Regions from separate parts of the Sus scrofa genome. Here all the other regions are linked to region 2. A link is a contact called in public Hi-C data. All regions are on one chromosome and are shown on one strand. Each heading gives the region's core, a stretch centred on a gene start, on an enhancer-like site or on the middle of the called end of the contact. The rest is flanking DNA. Distances are from core to core; before and after follow the strand shown. Region 1 holds the start of TNFAIP1 (BTB/POZ domain-containing adapter for CUL3-mediated RhoA degradation protein 2). Region 2 holds the start of NLK (serine/threonine-protein kinase NLK). Region 3 holds the start of VTN (vitronectin).

The links. A called contact is a pair of places that touch in the nucleus more often than the background predicts.
Region 1: a Hi-C map of heart right ventricle shows a contact between it and region 2, with 3 times the contacts expected there. The contact joins the promoter of TNFAIP1 here to the promoter of NLK in region 2. A contact is called at or near these places in 1 of 5 promoter capture datasets (fetal liver) and 2 of 47 Hi-C or Micro-C datasets (heart right ventricle and liver).
Region 3: a Hi-C map of liver shows a contact between it and region 2, with 6 times the contacts expected there. The contact joins the promoter of VTN here to the promoter of NLK in region 2. A contact is called at or near these places in 1 of 5 promoter capture datasets (liver) and 2 of 47 Hi-C or Micro-C datasets (heart right ventricle and liver).

What each region holds. Positions count from the first base shown.
Region 1 is chr12:44,614,471-44,618,655 of Sscrofa11.1, forward strand. TNFAIP1 (BTB/POZ domain-containing adapter for CUL3-mediated RhoA degradation protein 2) reads left to right here and starts at 2,370. Exons shown (of 7, transcript XM_003483067.4): 1 at 2,370-2,558. IFT20 (intraflagellar transport protein 20 homolog) reads right to left here and starts at 2,213. Exons shown (of 7, transcript XM_003358167.5): 1 at 2,063-2,213.
Region 2 is chr12:44,400,516-44,404,609 of Sscrofa11.1, forward strand. NLK (serine/threonine-protein kinase NLK) reads left to right here and starts at 2,475. Exons shown (of 11, transcript XM_021067474.1): 1 at 2,475-4,094. The coding sequence starts at 3,650.
Region 3 is chr12:44,652,151-44,655,964 of Sscrofa11.1, forward strand. It overlaps VTN (vitronectin), which reads right to left and starts at 1,766. Exons shown (of 9, transcript NM_214104.1): 1 at 1,658-1,766; 2 at 1,437-1,556; 3 at 1,165-1,360; 4 at 1,086-1,162; 5 at 870-1,009; 6 at 459-615; 7 at 168-320. The coding sequence starts at 1,721. SARM1 (sterile alpha and TIR motif-containing protein 1) reads left to right here and starts at 2,214. Exons shown (of 12, transcript XM_003360057.4): 1 at 2,214-3,760; 2 at 3,763-3,814. The coding sequence starts at 3,661.

The DNA.
Region 1 (4,185 bases), core at 1,120-3,619, 210 kb after region 2:
GAAAGGCGCTGAGAGAAGCACATTAAAAAAATAAATAAAAATAAAAAGAACTGTCTCCCCATTTGTCCTAGTTACACATATAGTCTGAACACTAACACCTAACAGGTGATTTACCAGACCAGCTGCTCTAGAAAGCTTCAAGTAATCTGCGCGCACAAAGGTGCTTCCACTTCCACTCCCTTCTAAGAGCGTGGATTTATTCACAAACATCTACTGAGTCCCTGCTCTGGGGATAAAGGAGTGAAGAAAATGCCTTAATTCTTTAGTTTCTGACCTCTGGACAGACGGTCCAATCACAAACTGTGATCATGGTATGAGGAAAAGCACATGTTGCTATGTGAAGCCATAGCAGGAGGACATAATTCATATGTAAACAAAATTACATAAAAATTTATACACAAAATTCTTCTAAAATGTGACATTTGGGAGTTCCTGTTGTGGCTCAGCGGGTTAAGAACCTGACGTTGTCTCTGTGAGGTTGCAGGTTCGACCCCTGGCCTTGCTCAGTGAGTTAAGGATCCCCAGCAATGGGATCACAGATGCAGCCTGGATCCCATGTTGCCATGGCTGCAGGCATAGGCCTCAGCTGCAGCTCGGATTCCACCCCTAGCTCTGGGAACTTCCATATGTCACAGGTGCAGCCATAGAAAGAAAAGAAGTGACACTTAAAATGAGACCTAAAGGATGTTCAAAAGCTTGCCAACTGAAGCAAGGAGGAGGTATTCCAGGCAGAAGGGAAAGCTTGTGTGAAGACTGGAAGACTCTGAGGCTGTAAAAAATTTAACGTGTTCCACAAGCTGAAAGGCTAGTATGGTTGAAACACTGAGCAAGGGGGAGAGAATGAGATGGGGCAAGATGGGGAGGCTAGCACTGGATGATGAAGGGCTCTGAAAGCTGCGGTATTGAGCCTACATTTTCTCATAAAGGTAGCCAGAGGATTCTAAGCAGACTGGCATCATCAAATGTGGCTATTTTGGAGATCAATGACCCAGGATGGAGAACGAGCTGGGGGGGAAAAGAGATGGGGCTACTCCTATTTGTTCATCACTGCTACCCTAGCATCTAGCATAGTGCCTGCATAGAACTTGCACTCAGCAAATGTTTGTGGTATGAATGACTGCTAAAACAGAGCAGGCTAGGAGTTCCCATTGTGGCGCAGCAGAAACCAATCTGACTAGGAACCATGAGGTTGAGGGTTAGATCCCTGGCCCCTCTCATTGGGTTAAGGATCCCACGTGTTGAGGTGAGCTGTGGTGTAGGTGGCAGATCCGATCTGGTGTGGCTGTGGTGTAGGCCGGCAGCTGTAGCTTCGATTCAGCCCCTAGCCTGGGAATCTCCATATGCGGCGAGTGCGGCCCTAAAAAGAGGCAAGAAAAACAAAAACACCAGAGCAGGCTATTACAGTAACCAAGGCTTGGAGCTGAAGGAAAGTGTTCCGAATTGTTTGGTAAAGTCGAGTTGATAGGACTTAGTAAAGGATGAATGAAAGTAGGGGTTTGGAGAGGAGTGAAGGAGAGTCAGGTAAGATTCCCATGCATCTGGCTTGAGCCAGATGTATGGTTGGAAGGGATGGTTGAATGAGATGGATCGGGCCTGAAGAAGTGGAGAGAGAGGGTTCGCAGCCGACTACCGGATTCTCTCCCAACTCCCACCGCACGCTCATCTGAGGAACACTGGGTATAAAGGCCGAATTGAGTTCCCTGAAGATGAGAAGGACGTCGCGCTCTCGTCCCCCCACCATCCCCACCACCACCCTGGCTCTGGCTCTACGCTGGCCGCTACCTCCACCCGCGCGGTGTGGAGAAAGTTAGGAAAAGCTGGGTGATGGGGCTGGTTGTCTTCACTACGTAAACTCCTTGAACTTATCTGAGCCGCAGTTTCCTCCTAGGAGGGTTGCGAGCGTCAGAGCGAAAAGCTCGAGGCCCAAGCCCGGGTAAAACCGCTCCCAGAGTCGGGAGGAATTCCCACATTTCTTTCGCCCTGGGACTGCTTTTCCTCGGGGCGCGGGCCTGTCAGGCTCTTCCTGCCCCGGGCCCATCCCCGACCCGAAGTCACAGCCTACCTGTCCACCCCGCAGCGGCAGCGCCTGCGGCTCAGGCTGAGGTCCGCAGGCAACTCCCCTCTCGCGTCAGGGCAGCCGGTACCCAGCCAGCCAGCTTGCCTCAGCCGCTGCCACGGCTACAAGACCTGTTTACGCCTAACGTCACTTCCGGGCACAGGAAGCACTTACACCCATCCAGCTGGCAGAGCATGCTGGGAGACAGAGGCCTGGGAAGAGGGATGGCTGCCTACAAGACCCAGAGGTCTTTGCGCCGGAAAGTCGGCCTGAAGTAGGTGTACGCTCGCTGCGGAATACTCTTGGGGGCTCCTCCCTCCGCCCTGATTGGGTGCTATGTCTGCCCGGCCTCACAGTCTCAGGCCCTGGCCGCCTGGGGGCGGAGTCCGGGGGTGGTGAATGTGAGTTTACCGCCCGAGATTGCTGGCGGGCAAGCGGTGGTCTAGGGGCGGCGCGGTGTCGACTTGCAACCCAGCTGAGAGGAGAAGCGCCACCAGGGAGGGTGAGAGCCGAGTCTGCCCATGCCCTAGGGGAAGGGATGGACGGGTCCTGGGCTGAGCCAAGAGAACCCTACCCGGTCCTGGGGAAAAGGCGTGGGACGGCGAAGGGAGGTGGAGATCTCAAATCCTTTGGGTGGGTGTTAGAGCCGGTCTCGGTTTCTCGGTGGTGAGGCGGGGTACGGGTTGAGGAAGACTCTACAGTGGCCACAGAGAGGTTGAGTCTCGCTAAATTTCCCCAAACCCTTTGGCTGAAGCATGAGATTTACACGCTTGGATTTACACCCTTGGATTTCTGCTAGATTCCCCCCTCTGTAGGGGATCGGCTCCTCCTCTCGCCATGCTCCGTGTGATGGGTTTCTCGGACCTTCTTTCCTTAGGACCCCACTTCTATCACCGCCTTGTTTGTTTGGCCTTTATTCGGCTTGGGTTCCCATTAGCTTCACCGAGCGTGACACGGATACGCCCCTAGCATCCCCAAATACCCACACACAAAGTCCGGAAGGAAGAGCACTGAGGCTCTCAGTGGAAACTTCATTCTCACTGGAATTACTTTCTGGGGCGTCACCTGCCACAGGATTCCAGGAACCCATTGGCCTGGGCGGAATCTGAGCGGGTGGAATCTGGGCTGATGTCATCCATGGGCTCAAAGCAATTGCTTTGTAGGAAAAAGAAGAGATTAGCTTGGATTTGTCTTCCTCTGTTGGCAGCCGCTGTTAAGGGGTGGATTTATTCCTTTGGGGTGGGCGGAGGAAGGTAAGGTGACCTCATACCATTCAGGTTTACTTACTGATTGGGCAATCCGCTGGTGGGGGCTCATCTCATCCCTACTGAACCAGCCACCAGAGGAATTCGGCATTTCATACAGCACCTGCTCTGGCGCTTCCTTGGACTCTCTTCACAGGGACCTACCTAAATCTTTTCAGGGACAATTTCAGTCTAACACACTGACATATTAAATACTTCAGAATGTGCATAGCATTCTGCTAAGCACATTTCTGGGTTAGACTTAGAGGAGATGATGATGAAGTCATTTCACTTTTTTTTTTCTGACTCCATCACCACCACTGTAGTCCAGGTCTTCATCCTCTCTTGCCAACTCTTCCTCCGTCTGCACCCTACAATCCATTCTCCTCACAGCAGCAGAATGATCGCAGATTCTGTCACTCCCCAGCTCTAAACCCTACACTCAATGCCACTGCAATTAGTATAAAACCCAAACTCTCCAATATGATCCAGCCCATTTGCCCCTTCTTGCTGTGCACCAGCCATCTTGCCCTTATTTCTGTTACTAAAACTTGTGTCTGAGGAGCTTTGCACTTACTATTCTGTAAGAGCATCTCTCTGGAATGCTCTTTCAGACCTCAGCTGGAACGTCACCTACCCTAAGATGCTTTCCCTGATTCCCCATCTAAATTAGTGCCTCTCTGTAGTCACTCTCTTATCTCTGTTTTATTGTCTTTATTACATTTCTCACCTTCTGGAATTACCTGCTCATTTATTTATTTTCTTGTTTGTTGCCTGTTTCTTCCCACTAGAACGTAAACTCCCAGAGGCTGTGACTTGTTTGTTCACTTCTGTATCCCAGGCACCCAGCACAAAGCAGGAGCATAATAAATGCTAATTCTTATT
Region 2 (4,094 bases), core at 1,225-3,724:
TGGAGTGTGCACACCTTATCCACTCGATGAGGCATATATTATTACCTTCATTTTCAGTTGAGGCAACTGAGACTCAGAAAAGTCTCATAGTCTCCGCAGACAACGGATGACTTAGTTAAATCACCTAAGTCATACAGCTCGTGAACCGCAGAGCTTGGGTTGGTACCCACTTCCCCAGCTCTCAGAAACGGATGCAACTCTTTATTGCCTTCACCTTTTAGACACTGTCCAAGGAACTGGGTATACAACACTGAGTGAGACAGACGAGTTTCAGACGTGTTAAACTTAGCAAACAATTAAAATACAGAGTTCTCAGTGCTATGCGGGAGGCAGTGCCATGGAGATAAATAGCAGAGGCACATGCTCTACAACAGGGTTAAGGAAAGCTTTCCAGGAAAGAAAAGAAAGAAAGAAAGAAAGGTAGGTGAAGACCTGAACCATAAGTTAGAGGAGTGGAGCAGCGAGTATTTGGAGCCGAATACACCCGTGAAGTTTTGGAAGCAACAAACCATTTGAGGAACTGAAAGAAACACAGAATGCTTGAAGTATAGGAGGTAGAGGTGAGAGATTAGGAAGGCGGGGGAACCAGATCCAGCTGGGCTATTTAGACTTAATGACTTTTTTTCAAGGGTAAGAGTATCGTCAGACCTGTATTTTTAAAAGATTGTAGTGCTTTCAGTAGATGGATTAGAGGAGAGCTAGCCTGTAGGCAGGGAGATGCCTTAATTAAAGATGCTAATGGCATACATTTGGGTAATACCATGGTGACTGGAGAGAAGGGTGTGTGTGGGTTTATAAGTGTTCAAAAGCCCTTAAGATTTGATTGATTAGAAGGGAAGGAGGAGTTCCTGTTGTGGCACAGCGGAATCGAATCTGACTAGTATCCTTGAGGATGCCAGTTTGATTCCTGGCCTCTGTCAGTGGGTTAAGGATCTGGCGTTGCTGTGAGCTGTGGTGTAGGTTGCACATGCTGCTCAGATCCCATGTTGCTGTGGCTGTGGCATAGGCCAGCGGCTTTAGCTCCCATTCGATCCCTAGCCTGGGAACTTCCACATACTGCAGGTGCAGACATTTAGAAAAAAGAAAAGAGGGAGTTCCCGTCATGGTTCAGTGGTTAACGAACCCGACTAGGAACCATGAGGCTGTGGGTTCAATCCCTGGCCTTGCTCAGTGGATTAAGGATCTGGTGTTGCCTTGAGCTGTGGTGTAAGGTTGCAGACACAGCTCCCATCCCGCGTTGCTGTGGCTCTGGTGTAGGCCGGTAGCTACGGCTCCGATTAGACCCCTAGCCTGGGAACCTCCATATGCCACAAGAGCGGCCCAAGAAATGGCAAAAGACAAAAAAAAAAAAAAAAAAAAAAAAAAATCAAAGACAATCTCCGGGGTTCTGAGTGCACAGTTTTAGTAAGGGTAAGATTCTGTATGCGTATTATTTCATATTTTTAAAGAAAGGTAAATTCAGGTAAGTAAATTTTGTGAAAGTGAAAGATGTTATTTTAGTTAAGATTTCAATAGCTAGAACTCATTGACTTAGAAAATATGGGAGAAATTAGTCTTTGTGGGTAATCATTTTTGTTTTAATTTGTATCAATAGCCTATAGTTCAATGAGCGTATATTCCTGAAAACTAGAAATAACATGTCTTTTTGCCGCTATGAGGATGAGACATGGAGAACCAGCTACTGGATATGAACTGTCAGTCTACTGAATTTCTTTTGTGCCTGTCTTGTTGAGTAACTTTGGTTGAGTTTCCTAACAAGCTCGACATCCCCTTTTGCTCCCCCTATTTCTCCACACCTGATTTCTTTAAAAGGGATAGTAGAGGGCTGCTATCAATGGACCAGAGACGATTTGGACTCCGCCTTCTTCGACTAGGTCCCGCCCCTTTCTTTAGACCACACCCATTTTCATCTTGCCACGCCCCCTGAGGAGGTCGTCGCTGATATGACAGCGAATTCTCCACAATCCTGACCTATAGGAGACCTGAAGGGTGGGACCGAGAGCAATTTTTTTTTTCATTTGTCATATCAAGTGTCTATCTGGCCCCAGTCTCAACCCACTTCCTCTCCAAGCCAAGGATTGGTTGCTCTGTTCTTGGTCCCCGGTTCACGATTGGTTCTTTCATTCCATCAGCTTTGGCAGGCGGGATTAGCACGCAGCTTCCTGCTCCTGCCAAAAAAATAAAAGAAGAAAAAGAAAAGAGGAGAGAGGCGAAAGAAAATGTCACGGAGATCTTTGGTGTTTAATTCGCTTTTGGCCTTGTCGGTCAGGCTAAACTCTTCCTTTTGATTGGTCTTTCGATCTGCCCATCCCAGGTCGGGGCGGGATTTCCCCAGGAGACCCACACCTTGTCGCCACTGGCCGAGCAGTGCGCCTGTCTGAATCTCCCGGCCCAGGATTGGAGGCGGATGCGGACAGGTGGGCGTGGATTGGCTAGGGCAGCCGGTCAGTGTGAGGCGGGGGCGGGGCCTCGGCGGCTGGTTGCGCGTGTCCGCCGCTGGCTCCGCTCTATCCGGCTTTGCTAGGGGAGGTGAGTCCGGCCGCGGCGGCACCAGCGGCTGAGGAGGCGGCGGCAGAGGAGAAAGCGGCGGTGGCGGCTAAGGAGAAAGCGGCCGCGGGACCGAAGCCGGGTGGGGGGGAGGGGGGGAGACGGAGCAGCCTTGAGCCCTACGGGGGCCGTCGCGCGGGGGGACCCACCCGCTCTCCCCCCCAACCCTCCTCAGCAGAAGCAGCCGGCGGCGGGGGCAGGAGTCAGCCCGCTTCCGACTGCACCCCGCCCGCCTCCCGGGGCTCCCATTCTTTGGCCCCAGGACCCCAACCTCCTCCCGGGGCGGTTCCCTCTGTCTGGGCGTCCGAGTGCTGCCCACCTCTCTTTCATTCCTCCCCGCACCTCCTTACCTTCACTTTGCCCCGGTTCTCTTTCTCCTCTCAGTCCTGCCCTGTCGCCTCCTCTGCTCACTCGGTCCCTCCTGCCTCCTTCCCTGGCTCTTTTCTGTTCGGGAAAGTTTAGTAGCCCCCCCCCTCCCCTCCAGTCAGGTCAGCCTGACGAGGAGTAGGGGGAGATGTAGGAAGGCCTGAGAGTTCGAGGGGGAAAGCTGGTTTCCCTGAACATTTCCCCCCATCCTTTCACTTTGGGGTGGTTGGAATTTTTTTCAGTTGCATTTTTGAGGAGGTGGTAGGTGTTTAGAAAAGGATGTGGGAATGGAAGGGGTAGATGAGTCAAGCCTCTTACAGGATTCCAAGGGTGGTGTGTTACCTGATCCTTTTCGTGTGTGGAGTTCGGGGGGTCGGGAGGTTTGGCCTTTATTCCCACAGTCAAAGTTGGAACCTCCCCCGAGTTAAGGATGGAGTTTTAGTACCCACTTGTGGCAGGAAACCTGGGGGGAAGGGGTCCCTTTTCCCTTTTTCTTTTCTTTTTCTTTTTTCTTTTTTATTTTTTTTGGGGGCAACCCACACTCTTCCACACACTCTCACCCCCAAATTGAACACCACGATCCGCTCACTTGTCTGGATTGACTGATGAAGACATAAAGCCAGTTCCGCTCCATGTTTTTGGAGGTGGAGTGAGTGGGTTCTTTTCTTCATTTTTAAATGGCCAAATGACAGCTTGACCCAGTTTGCTTTCCAATCAAAGGGCATTTTTTTTTTGAATGTCTCTTTGTGGCGCAAGAGCCAACGCAAAAATGATGGCGGCTTACAATGGCGGTACATCTGCGGCAGCAGCAGGGCACCACCACCACCATCACCACCACCTTCCACACCTCCCTCCTCCTCACCTTCACCACCACCACCACCCTCAGCACCATCTTCATCCCGGGTCGGCTGCTGCTGTCCACCCCGTACAGCAGCATACCTCGTCGGCAGCTGCGGCAGCCGCAGCAGCGGCCGCAGCTGCAGCCATGTTAAACCCTGGGCAACAACAGCCATATTTCCCATCACCGGCACCGGGTCAGGCTCCTGGACCAGCTGCAGCAGCCCCAGCTCAGGTACAGGCTGCCGCAGCTGCCACAGTTAAGGCGCACCATCATCAGCACTCGCATCATCCACAACAGCAGCTGGATATTGAGCCGGATAGACCTATTGGATATGGAGCCT
Region 3 (3,814 bases), core at 516-3,015, 250 kb after region 2:
GGTGGAGGCAAGCCTCCCCCAGAAAGATCAACAGAAGCAAAGTCTGGCCTGAGCAAACAGCTTTTGATCAATAGCTCCATAATCACAGTCCCTCGGGCTGGCCCTCCCCCTTCCCAGGGGATCTCAGTCCCCAGCAGGAAAAGCAAGAACTGGCCAGCCCTCCATACCAAAGGAATGGCTCCAGAAGAGAAGTCTGAAGATGTCCTCCCAGCTGTCCCGCTGCATCAGGGCAAAGTGTGCAAAGACGTCCGACGGGGAGCTGCCTTCGCACTCCTCTCGACTGGGCTGCTGCTGGAACACATACTCCCAGTACTGTTTCCCTGGGGAGGGGTGGCCATGAGCAAGACTGGAAAGCCCAGAGGCTGTGGAAGTTAGGAGCTCCTGGTCCGGGGTGGGGCATAATCCAAGGCCTGTCCCCAGGGGAAGCAAACCAACCCTCCCACCCACCCACTGAGTACCTTTGAAGAAGTAGACCCGCTCCCGGCCACTGTAGCTATGAGCCGGCAGGGCCAAGGCTGCATCCACATCGTCCGGAATACCCTTGAAGCCTTCAGAGATCTCGCGGGGGTAATTGGGGTCCAGGACACCATCATCAAAGCGCCAGTACTGACTACCCTAGGCGCAGGGAAGAAGAGAGTCAGGAGGCAGCTGGCTGTGGCGGAGGCAGAGTCCTCCACCCAAGGCAGCAGCCCTATTCCCAGGCTTGTTGCCCAAGACCTGGAGCCTTGGGCTTCTATGTCCCACAGAGCTCCAGCCAGGGACCACAGGCTGGGATCCAGCCTTCTGGCCCACTCAGGTCCTGGGCATAGTCGCCCTCAAGCCCCTGCTGAGATAGCCTTGACCCTGACCCACAGTCCCTGGGCTGGTACCTTGAAGAGGTAGGTCTTCCCCTGACAGTTGATGCGGGTGAAGGCGGCATCAATGGGGCCCTTGATGCCCCAGACATCTTGGATGAGCTTGGGGTACCCAGGCCTCACTGCCTTTTCATCCAGCTCATAGCAGTACAGCCCTAGAGGAAGGGAGGCCGTGTGAGGCAGGATGCTCCTGCGGCAGACCCTAGTCCCAAGGTCTGCCATTCCAGTCACCTCGGAAGGCAAAGACGGAACCGTTCTTGAGGTTGGTGAAGGCATCAAAGGGTTTCCCACTGCACAGCTCTTCCTCAGGACCCCTAGATCATCAGTCTGAGGCCCAGGTGGTGGGGCCTCTTCCTCAGGTTTCAGAACCGGAGTCTCTTCAGTCTTGGCCAGCAGGACAGGGATCCTTGGCTCTTCTTGGACGCTGGTGTTGTGTCTGGTCTCCTCGTGGTAGTCATAGGCCCTGTACTCATCATCTGGCTGAAGGAATACATCCCCGCGAGTCACTGCAGACAAGGAGGGGGGTGGTGAGTCTCCAGCTGCAGAGGGGACCCCAGGCCCGCCCAGCCCCTCTGAACGCACCTTGGGGCTTGCACTCGGCCACGTAGTCAGCGCAGCAGCTCTGGTAGTAAGAGCACAGCTCGTCACACTGACACTTCCTTTCGGCAATGAAGCCGTCTGTGCAGCGGCCCTTGCACGACTCTGTGGAGAGGGAGTATGACAGCTGGCACCGCCCAGGCCAGGCCACACTTACCCACCCTACATTGACCCAAATGGTCACCAATATCCATATCCTCCCGCACCTTGGTCAGCCAGAGCAACCCATGCCAGCAGGGCCAGCATCAGAAGGGGCCTCAGGGGTGCCATGGCAGCACCTCCGGCCTCACGTCTGGTAAACTAGGTTCTGATGCCTGAGGAAGGGACAGAGAGATGAGAGGTCATGGATGAGGGAACCAGAGAAGAGGAGTTGCCTTTTCTACTGCTCTGTTTGCTCAAGCTCCAGTCCAGCCCCCAGAGCCCTGACTCCAGAGGCTGCTGCAGCAAAGGATCACGGTCCTGGAACTCCAGGCCTGGGAGAGCTGTAAATAGAATCCTTGCCAGGCTCAAGGTCATCTCGGAAGAGGACTAGCTCAGTGAGTCTGAGGGACAGAAAGAAGTCCCACTCTGGCACTCACTGGCTGTGCACCTTGGGCACAAAGCTTTAGTTGCCTTAGTTCTCTTTTTGGTAAAATGAGATTAATCATATTTGCCTCATGGGGTGTCAGGACCTAAAGCAGACAATCTGCCCAGTGCCTGGAGGAGCCCCAACTTCATTCTCCATAAATGGCTATTGATTCATGATCTGTTTGATCAGGCACAGCCCTCGCAGGATGGTTCACCCACCCCTTGTGTATTTAGGGCATTGAAGGGGGGTGGGGGTAGGAGCTATGCTGGTAAACACCCTGGTGAAAATTTATTTTTATCATGAAAAGAACAAAGTTTCATTTCTGGGTTCAGGTCTCTAGAGCATTGATTTCCAGAGGCTGGTCTTCACAGCACAGTGAGTTGGTGAATATTAACCCTTCGGACTGGCTGTGATTCCTGAGTCTTCCACTGATTTACTGCTCCTCAGCTGGCTATTCCCTGTCTCCATCCTCATCTTCCCCATCCATGAAGGGTGGCCCAGTTCCCCACATTTATTTTCTTTTCTGGGCACCCCATGGGCATAAGGAGTTTCCCCAGGCCGGGGATCAGATCCAAGCTGCAGTTGCAATCTATGCTGCAGCTGCAGCAATCCTGGATCCTTTAACCAATGTGCCAGGCTGGGGATCGAACCTGTGTCCTGGTGCTGCAGAGATGCGAGCTGCTTGTGCCACAGCAGGCACTCTTCCCCACACTTTTAGACTCCAGTGAGTAGGATCCCCCTACTCAGAAAATGCTCACTGGCACAAAATGCCTGATTTGGGGCCCACTTTTCGGAGTCCAAGGCCTCCTGAAGTCCTCCTCCTACCTGGAGCAAGTGATCTTTGGCGATTCTGCTGATTGCTTTCTTTTCTATAATGAGAGGGGAGAGTGACTTTGGACAATCGTTTCTATATGGACCTCAGTCTGTTAAAAGGCAGCACAAATTCCTACCTCATAGGCGCGTTGTAAGTCTTAATTGAGAAACAGGCATAAAGGGTTTCAAGAATTGCTGTTATGATAGCATTAGTAGGACAAGAGCACACCCAACCGTGCTGCCCTCACATTCCAGTGTCATTCCAGTGTCTCCAGTATAAAACCGAGGCAGTCCTCTCGCCCTCCTCCCTTTCCTCTGCATCCAGTGGAGGGGGCCCGGGGACCGGGCTCCGGGAGCCGGTCAGGGTGTGGGCACGGCTGGGGAAGTTTTAGCGTGAGGCTACGCCGGCGGCAGGGGAGGAGCCCCGCGTGACCGAGAGGCGGGGCGTGGGCTCCGGGTCCCTGGCTTCTCAGGGGCGGGGCTGCTGCAGAGCATCTCCGCGAACCCGGCCGGAACTGGAGCGCTCTTTGTTTGGCTTGCTGCCTCCTAGACCCTCCGGCGCCTAGGTTCATTCCTCCCGCCTCTCTGCTCTCTCCTCCTGCTTGCCTCCTTCATCCGGGCCTGCAATTCCCTTCTCTAACCTCTTCGTTCCAGATCCTGCCCTCACATTTCTGGTCAGCGCCCTTGCCTGGCACCCCTCTCTCCACCCTCCCTCCTGCATCTTCTTCCCTCGGGTCCCCTCTGGGGTCTTCTTTTTCCCAAGGTCTGGGTCGCTCCGCCCTCCGCCCCCCGCCCCAGGCCGGGGATGTGCCCTGCAGCCCCGCGCCCATGGTCCTGACGATACTGTTCTCTGCCTACAAGTTGTGCCGCTTCTTCGCCATGTCCAGCCCAAGACCAGGCGCTGAGCGACTAGCGGTGCCCGGGCCGGACGGGGGGGCGGCGCCGGTCCGTGGTGGACCGCGGGCGGTCGTGGGCCCCGCGA